2 separate regions of the Triticum aestivum genome follow, and region 1 is linked to region 2. A link is a contact called in public Hi-C data. All regions are on one chromosome and are shown on one strand. The core of a region is the stretch at or near the end of the contact, and the rest is flanking DNA. Distances in the headings are between cores, read along the strand shown.

Region 1 (3,518 bases), core at 723-3,222, 640 kb before region 2:
TTGCCTTTTTCAACTAAAAATCCTAACAGCAAAACACACGTAGGAATGTAATAAATTGAGTAATTGACTGAGTAGCTCCAGGTCAAAAATACTAGCTAACTCTTTCCAAATTTTGCAGCACAAATTGTTTATGTGGACTTAGTTAGTTTCAGTGACCACGTGGAGATCTGGTACAGCTTTTTTTAGTAGCGGCTGTGCAGAACAACTATACTGACCAAGGGCCTATGAGACTAACAGGTGGCATAACCAAACTTGCCATGTTATTCCTTGTACCCTGCTGTCTAGTTGCGAACTACTGAGTTGGGGCAACTAACAAATAGGTCCCAACACATAATTACCAGCACATTTGAAGAAATAAATGCACAAACAGATGGACAAGCACAATGATCTTTAGTTTGTATAGTTCTGATTTGAAGAATAACAAATGAACAAGCACAAAAACAGAACATATCACACTAACCATGCGGTCACTCATTGCTACGGCATTGGTCTCACAACCAATTTGGTCAAGTGTTTGCCTCCTTGGTGGTTGATGATGCAAGCTGAACAAGGTTATGGAACTAGGAGTAATGGCAAAGAGCTGATGTGCCTGCCCTTCAACTCGGAACCCAAGACCAGTAATAGGTGAACTTGTGCCGTCTGAAACAGGTTCAACTTGCAATGTGAAGCGTGTGATACGCTCACGTGCAATATCACCTTTGATGCAATAAATGCAACCATTATCCAATCCGATAGCAATCAACAGGATGGGAGGAGCTTCTTCTAAAACCAAAAATGATGTAATCTGCAAAATTAAAAAGAGTATTACAAGTAGAATAGGATGTTATTGTGTGCAACGTATATTCAAATTTTCTTAGCAGAAGAACACAGAAGGTAACCTGCAAAGGGGAGGATTTACCTTGGCCTCAGGAAATTGATTCGTGAAGACCCGCAAAATTTGAACACAGAAAGGGGTTGTCGTACTTGAACCCTCTTCTTGTACTTTATCAAGGTCGAAAACTTTTAGACAGACTGCCGATGACTGTGAAGATGCTTGATCATCATCTCCAACCGTGACAAGAACATTTCTTTGCTAATCATGCAAAGGCATTAAGTTGTAAATATCACTTTTAGCTGTTATTATCATGAATGATAAAAACAACACGAACGAAAAAACATAAGAGGAAATGCATTACGAACAGCGAGAGAAACCGAGGTAGAGTAGCTAAGAAATTAGTGACAAAAAATTAAGCACCATAAGAAATAGTAGCAAATTATACATATATAATCAATGTTATTGGATAATGGTAACCCAATTTCGTTGAACTTCATCCCTTCCAAAAATAAACAAAAAGATGTGGTCCGAACTCTGATGGCTTAAGCAAGTTTTGTTGCCGAATCATATAAGTTTCTGGAATTGTGCAGGGCTGTTCGACAGAGCAATGCTTATCATCCCATCTGGGATTGACGAACTAGTTCACTAGGCATAATTAGAAGTTCATTTCAAACAATAAAATCGATTCTGTCTCCTGATTGTACAGGACCAATATTGCAAATTCAAATACATATGGCGAGCAAGTCCACAGTTCCAGATGCGTTTCCATGGGTGTACATACCTTGAGCTGCTGGAGGAAGAGGACGGATGAGGCGTAGGCCTGGAACCCGTAGGAGAGGCGGAACCCGCGGTCGAGGAGCCCCACGGTGCCGTCGTCGCAGCCGATCGCGACGCGGCCACGGCCGCCCGAGGAGCAGGTCACTCGGCCCGCGATCTCGGCTGGCACGGCCGGGGCGCCGCCTCCCCCACCGCGCCCTGCCCCCTTCTCCTCGAAGAACTCGAACTTGCGCCACTGGTACATGCTGGGCGCAAGGTGAGGCAGATCGGGAGCGCACTGCCGGTCAGCTCGGGTGGGAAGGGGTCGACCTCCGCGCCGGCCGGTGGAAAGGAGGGGGAGGAGAAGCGGCCTTCGGTCGCTCGGGTACGAGCACGACTGGACAGATCGGGTCGGCTTCCGTTGCGGCCTTGGGTCGGGCACGGGCACGAGCACGAGCACGACTGGACAGATCGGGTGCGGCCTCGCTGGGAGGTGCGCGGCGCGACCACAGCAAGGTTAGGATCGGACTCGAACGCAACACGGGAGCGGTGGGTCTATAGGACAGCAGTCGATGTCCTCAGCCGTCCAATCTAACTTAAACAGTCCGGATTCACTGTTTTATCTGAAGAAAATCCTGCCACATACTCTACTTTAGCTTCGCCGTCTTGTGCTCTATTTTTTGGAGAAGATCAGATTTATTATAAATATTCATCGGAGGTACAAAACACCTTAAAAATAATAAAAATTACATCGAGATTCATGGACCACCGAACGATCATTGTCGCCGTCAGAACGAGTTGCCGGTGCGTCGCTGTCGCTGCTCGCATACCCGAGCCGGCCTGACTTGTCAACGACAACGGGAAGTCTTCGTGCAATGCCGCGAACTGAAGGAAATGTGCCCTAGAGACAATAATAAATTTGTTATTTTTTTATATTTCCTTATATCATGATAAATATTTATTATTCATGTTATAATTGTATTAACCGAAAACTTACGTGTGTGAATACATAGACAAAATATCGTGTCCCTAGTATGCCTCTACTTCACTAGCTCGTTTATCAAAAATGGTTAAGTTTCCTATCCATGGACATGTGTTGTCATTTGATGAACGAGATCACATTATTAGGAGAATGATGTGATGGACAAGACCCATTTGTTAGCTTAGCATAATGATCGTTCAGTTTTATTGCTACTGTTTTCTTCATGTCAAATACATATTCCTCTGACTATGAGATTATGCAACTCGCGGACAGCGGAGAAATGCCTCGTCAAACGTCACAACGTAACTGGGTGATTATAAAGATGCTCTACAAGTATCTCTGAAGGTGTTTGTTGGGTTGGCATAGGTCGAGATTAGGATTTGTCACTCCGAGTATCGGAGAGGTATCTCTGGCCCCCTCGGTAATGCACATCATATGAAGCCTTGCAAGCAATGTGACTAATGAGTTAGTTACGGGATGATGCACTACGGAACGATTAAAGAGACTTGCCGGTAACGAGATTGAACTAGGTATGAAGATACCGACGATCGAATCTCGGGCAAGTAACATACCAATGACAAAGGGAATAACGTATGTTGACATTGCGGTTCGACCGATAAAGATCTTCGTAGAATATGTGGGAACCAATATAAGCATCCAGGTTCCGCTATTGGTTATTAACCGGAGAGGTATCTCGGTCATGTCTACATAGTTCTTGAACCCATAGGGTCCGCACACTTAATGTTCAATGACAATATGTATTATATGAGTTATGTGTTTTGGTGACCGAAGGTTGTTCGGAGTGCCGGATGAGATCACGGACATGACGAGGTGTCTTGAAATGATTAAGAGGTAAAGATTGATATATTGAAAGGTTATATTCGGACACCGGAATGGTTCCGGAATGGTTCGGGTATTTTTCGGAGTACCGAGGGGTTACAGGAACCCCCCGGGAAAGTTAATGGG
Region 2 (3,467 bases), core at 72-2,571:
CCTCAGCGTCGCGAAGCATGGATTGCTCCTAGCTCAAGATCACAAAACCCAAAGTCCCGGAGCTGCTCAATCAGGCTGGCCACCATGATGGGAGGCGTCACATCAAGCAGTACAACAACCTCCACCATCTCCACCACCACCTCGCATCTGGAGTCGAACCACCCACCGCCAGGAACTACCACCAACCATCGAAGCCACCACGCCCAGCGGACCCAGGCCACCAGTGCAAAGACCACCAGTGGGCGAGAAGAGGCAAAGCACACTGGCCAATACCACCGGTCTAGGCCCGCCCAACACCGCCGCCCTCCCCCTCCCCCCTCCCCCGAAGCTAAGGGCAGCCCCTCCACCTCCATGGTGCCACGAGCATCACCAAACTCCGCCAACTTCCGCCAGCAGAGTCGCATATCCAACCCACCACTCTCCACCTTCTTCTCAGTGCGGCAACCTCCTACCACCTCCAGCCACGACAAGCCGAGTCGCCGCCGCTGCATAGGCTAGATCCAGACGGGGAGGGAAGCCCACTCGAGCCGCTGCATCCGCCTGGAACACCGTCGACATCGTTCCTCCCGTCCAAGCCTCCTCGAGCTCGTAGTCGACGCCAAGTCGCACCCAGCCGCCGCGCGTGTGAGCCTCCGCCGGATCTGACTTCCCACGCCCCCCGGCCGATGCGAGGAAGTGAATAGGCCCGCTGTTGCCGACGCAGCACAGACTTTGCCCGACGACGCCCACTAACGACAGTGGAGGAGGGGGGAGCTACAGTGACAGGCTAGGGTTTTCTCCAGGGGCGCCCGCGGGGCGCCACGGGAGGGAGAGGGGGAGAGGACCTTGGCGTAGTTATAAACTTGATCAAATTTTATAAAGTTTTGATTTTTTTTTTGATAAATCTATACGCACTGCAGTATAAAACGGAGGGAGTATTAAATACACGAGGGTGTAGTTATTATCGTGCGCCTCGACGTAGCACACCCCGAACCTTCTGGATTATTACATACTAAATATATTAACCTGGGCCCCACATAATCTGACGAAGCCAGCTGAAAGAGGGTAAGAAGGAAGAAAACCAGCTAATCTGGCCACGTCCACACGGGCTGTCCATGAGCCGCCTCGCCGCAGCGGTTTTGCTCGTCTGGTCGCCAGAAACAGACTTGGAAGGACAAAGCTCGATCTCGAGCAGCATCGATGACATGTGGTCCCTCTATATTGTGCTCCCCTCCTGTCAGCGTGCTTCGTGGACGCACGCCGCGGAGAGCAGCACGTCCTCGCACTCGCACGCGGGCCCCTCTCTCGCGTTGACAGTTTAGACTCGCAGAGATAAGAACAAGACACCACTACACTGACTGCGGAGGCGGAGTGCCAGTATTATTAGTATCAGCGGGTTCGCATCCGTCGACGCAGCAATTTGGCTTAGAGTTTAATATATCTCTTGCATTTCCCCGCGCGTAGCAGCAAGCAGAAGAGGAGAGAGAGATCGTGCAGTTATTTACAGAGCTGTTGGGAGAATCCAGGAGGAAGTACTCCGGTCCGGCCAAGAAGGGGGAGACAGAGTGGGGGAGGCGGAGGACGCCGAGTTTGGGGAGAGGAGATGGAGACGGACAGCCCGCGGAGCCCGGAGGCGGAGATCGGGCACCGGGTGGAGGACCTGTGGGAGGTGGCGCAGCCGCAGCTGTCCCCGTCGGAGAAGCTCAACTCCTGCTTCGAGGACATCCCCGTCGCCGCCTTCCCGCGCACCCACCCCTCGCAAGGTAATCCTCTCGCTCGCTTGCTTGCTTGCTTGCGCTCTTGTTTCTACTGTACCTATATGTTTGCCCCTGTCTTGCTCTGCTGCAACAACAGTAGCGTAGCGCGAGTTGGTCCAAATGTGACTGCTTGTGAGCGACCGGGTTTCCTAGCGCCAAGAAAAACTCGCGTCGCTCCGTGTCGAGAATTGGAGCCACACCGGCAATTTCTCCTTTGGATGCCGATTCCATCTGTATCGTTGTTTGTGCAGATACTGGTGCAAACCTGATGCTCGATCGTCTCTTCTCTCTTGCCTCTTGCTGTGCCGTGCGCGCTCCGTGTCAGCACTCAGCAGCTGACGTGATGTGCTCGTCCCTGTCCTGCCTGCCTGCCTGCCATTCATGTCGACCGACGGGGGCATCAGACCAGGCGTGTCTATCTTTTTGAGTTTTGTGCTGTCGTGGCCATTCTAGTGAACGCGCATAGCCCACTTCCAGGTTGATTCTTGATATCAGTGGGCAGTAGCACTGTTCTGGTGTACGACTGAAAATGCAGTGGAGGTTTGAAAGCTTCTAGCAAGTGTTCCAAAATCCCAGTACGTTCAACTCTTCAGGCTAAGGGAGTTATGCTTGCTCTTGTTGAGAGGTCTTTTTCACTTCTTAGACCACCGAAACAAGAGCCGTCCGGGACTCTCTTTGCTTTATGCCATTATAAATTATATATGTGACTGACGTGTATTGATATTATGTGACTGACGTGTATTGATAACAGCTTATGCTAAACTAAGAAATGACTCCCAGTACCTGTCTATCATGATCAAAATATATCTTCTGGAACTATTAATCCCCAATTGGATTAGGCCAGTTGGCTAAATAAACTATTTTTAGCTTTTGTTTTGTAAAAGAAGATTTGTGTGGATGCGTTAAATTGTACTCCCTCCGTTCTTAAATATAAGATGTTTTGGATATTTCGATATGGACTACGTACGGACTCAAATATGAACAAACACCTAAAGTGTGTATATACATCCGAATCAGAAAAAAGTTGAGAAAGATGGACGCGCATAGGGAGGTGGCGTTGTCTGGCACTGTGGTGGTGTCGAGGGCAGGCCTGGTAAGGTTGATGCGTCAGTACCTGCTCTGAAGATGAATTAGTGGAAGACGATGGTGGCGGCCTCTGCAGCGTGCGCATGCGGTGACCACTGAGAGTGCGCTGGACCAGTGGTGTGTGCCCCAGACCCGGCAATGCAGCTTGGTTGGGCCCTCCGGCTTCAGATGTTGGCTTTGATTTGAGGTCTTGGTATGCGGCTCAGACAATCTGCATCCCTCATCAAGTTGAAAGGAGTAGTGACAGATGTTGCCGAGATGGTGGCTTCGGACTTATTGATGTATTACTTTGTAAGGTCTAGGTGAATAGTTAATAAAATGTCTGCATGCATCGTCCTGATGCCCGGTGGTCATCCTCCTTGTCGGAAAAAAATACCTTTCTCAACAGAAAAAATTATAGTACTACCTTGCTTTCTAGGGGGGTCACCAGTATGTATGATTTTCTCCCGATATAAAGGAAACTGTACAAAGAGGTGCAGCCTTTGCAATCAACTTTTTGCCTAACTTGGCCACGTCTATTTCTGTGTTGAAGTCACTCCTTCCTGGTAAGTATTTTAAATCAACGATGCTAACATGAGCAACTCCGACTTGGCCACTTGATAAACCAAGTGACTTGGTGATGATAGGGTCAGAAATCCAAAACTG

Evidence for each region. Hi-C and Micro-C count contacts between places; a contact is called where the count stands out from the background.
Region 1: a Hi-C map of leaf shows a contact between it and region 2, with 7 times the contacts expected there. The contact joins the promoter of LOC123045293 here to the promoter of LOC123045291 in region 2. A contact is called at or near these places in 3 of 5 Hi-C or Micro-C datasets (all in leaf).

The regions. Positions count from the first base shown.
Region 1 is chr2B:428,230,305-428,233,822 of IWGSC CS RefSeq v2.1, reverse strand. LOC123045293 (vacuolar protein-sorting-associated protein 11 homolog) reads right to left here and starts at 1,972. Exons shown (of 5, transcript XM_044468296.1): 1 at 1,596-1,972; 2 at 899-1,072; 3 at 461-784. The coding sequence starts at 1,835.
Region 2 is chr2B:427,589,347-427,592,813 of IWGSC CS RefSeq v2.1, reverse strand. It overlaps LOC123045291 (SNF1-related protein kinase regulatory subunit gamma-1), which reads left to right and starts at 1,321. Exons shown (of 6, transcript XM_044468294.1): 1 at 1,321-1,742. The coding sequence starts at 1,583.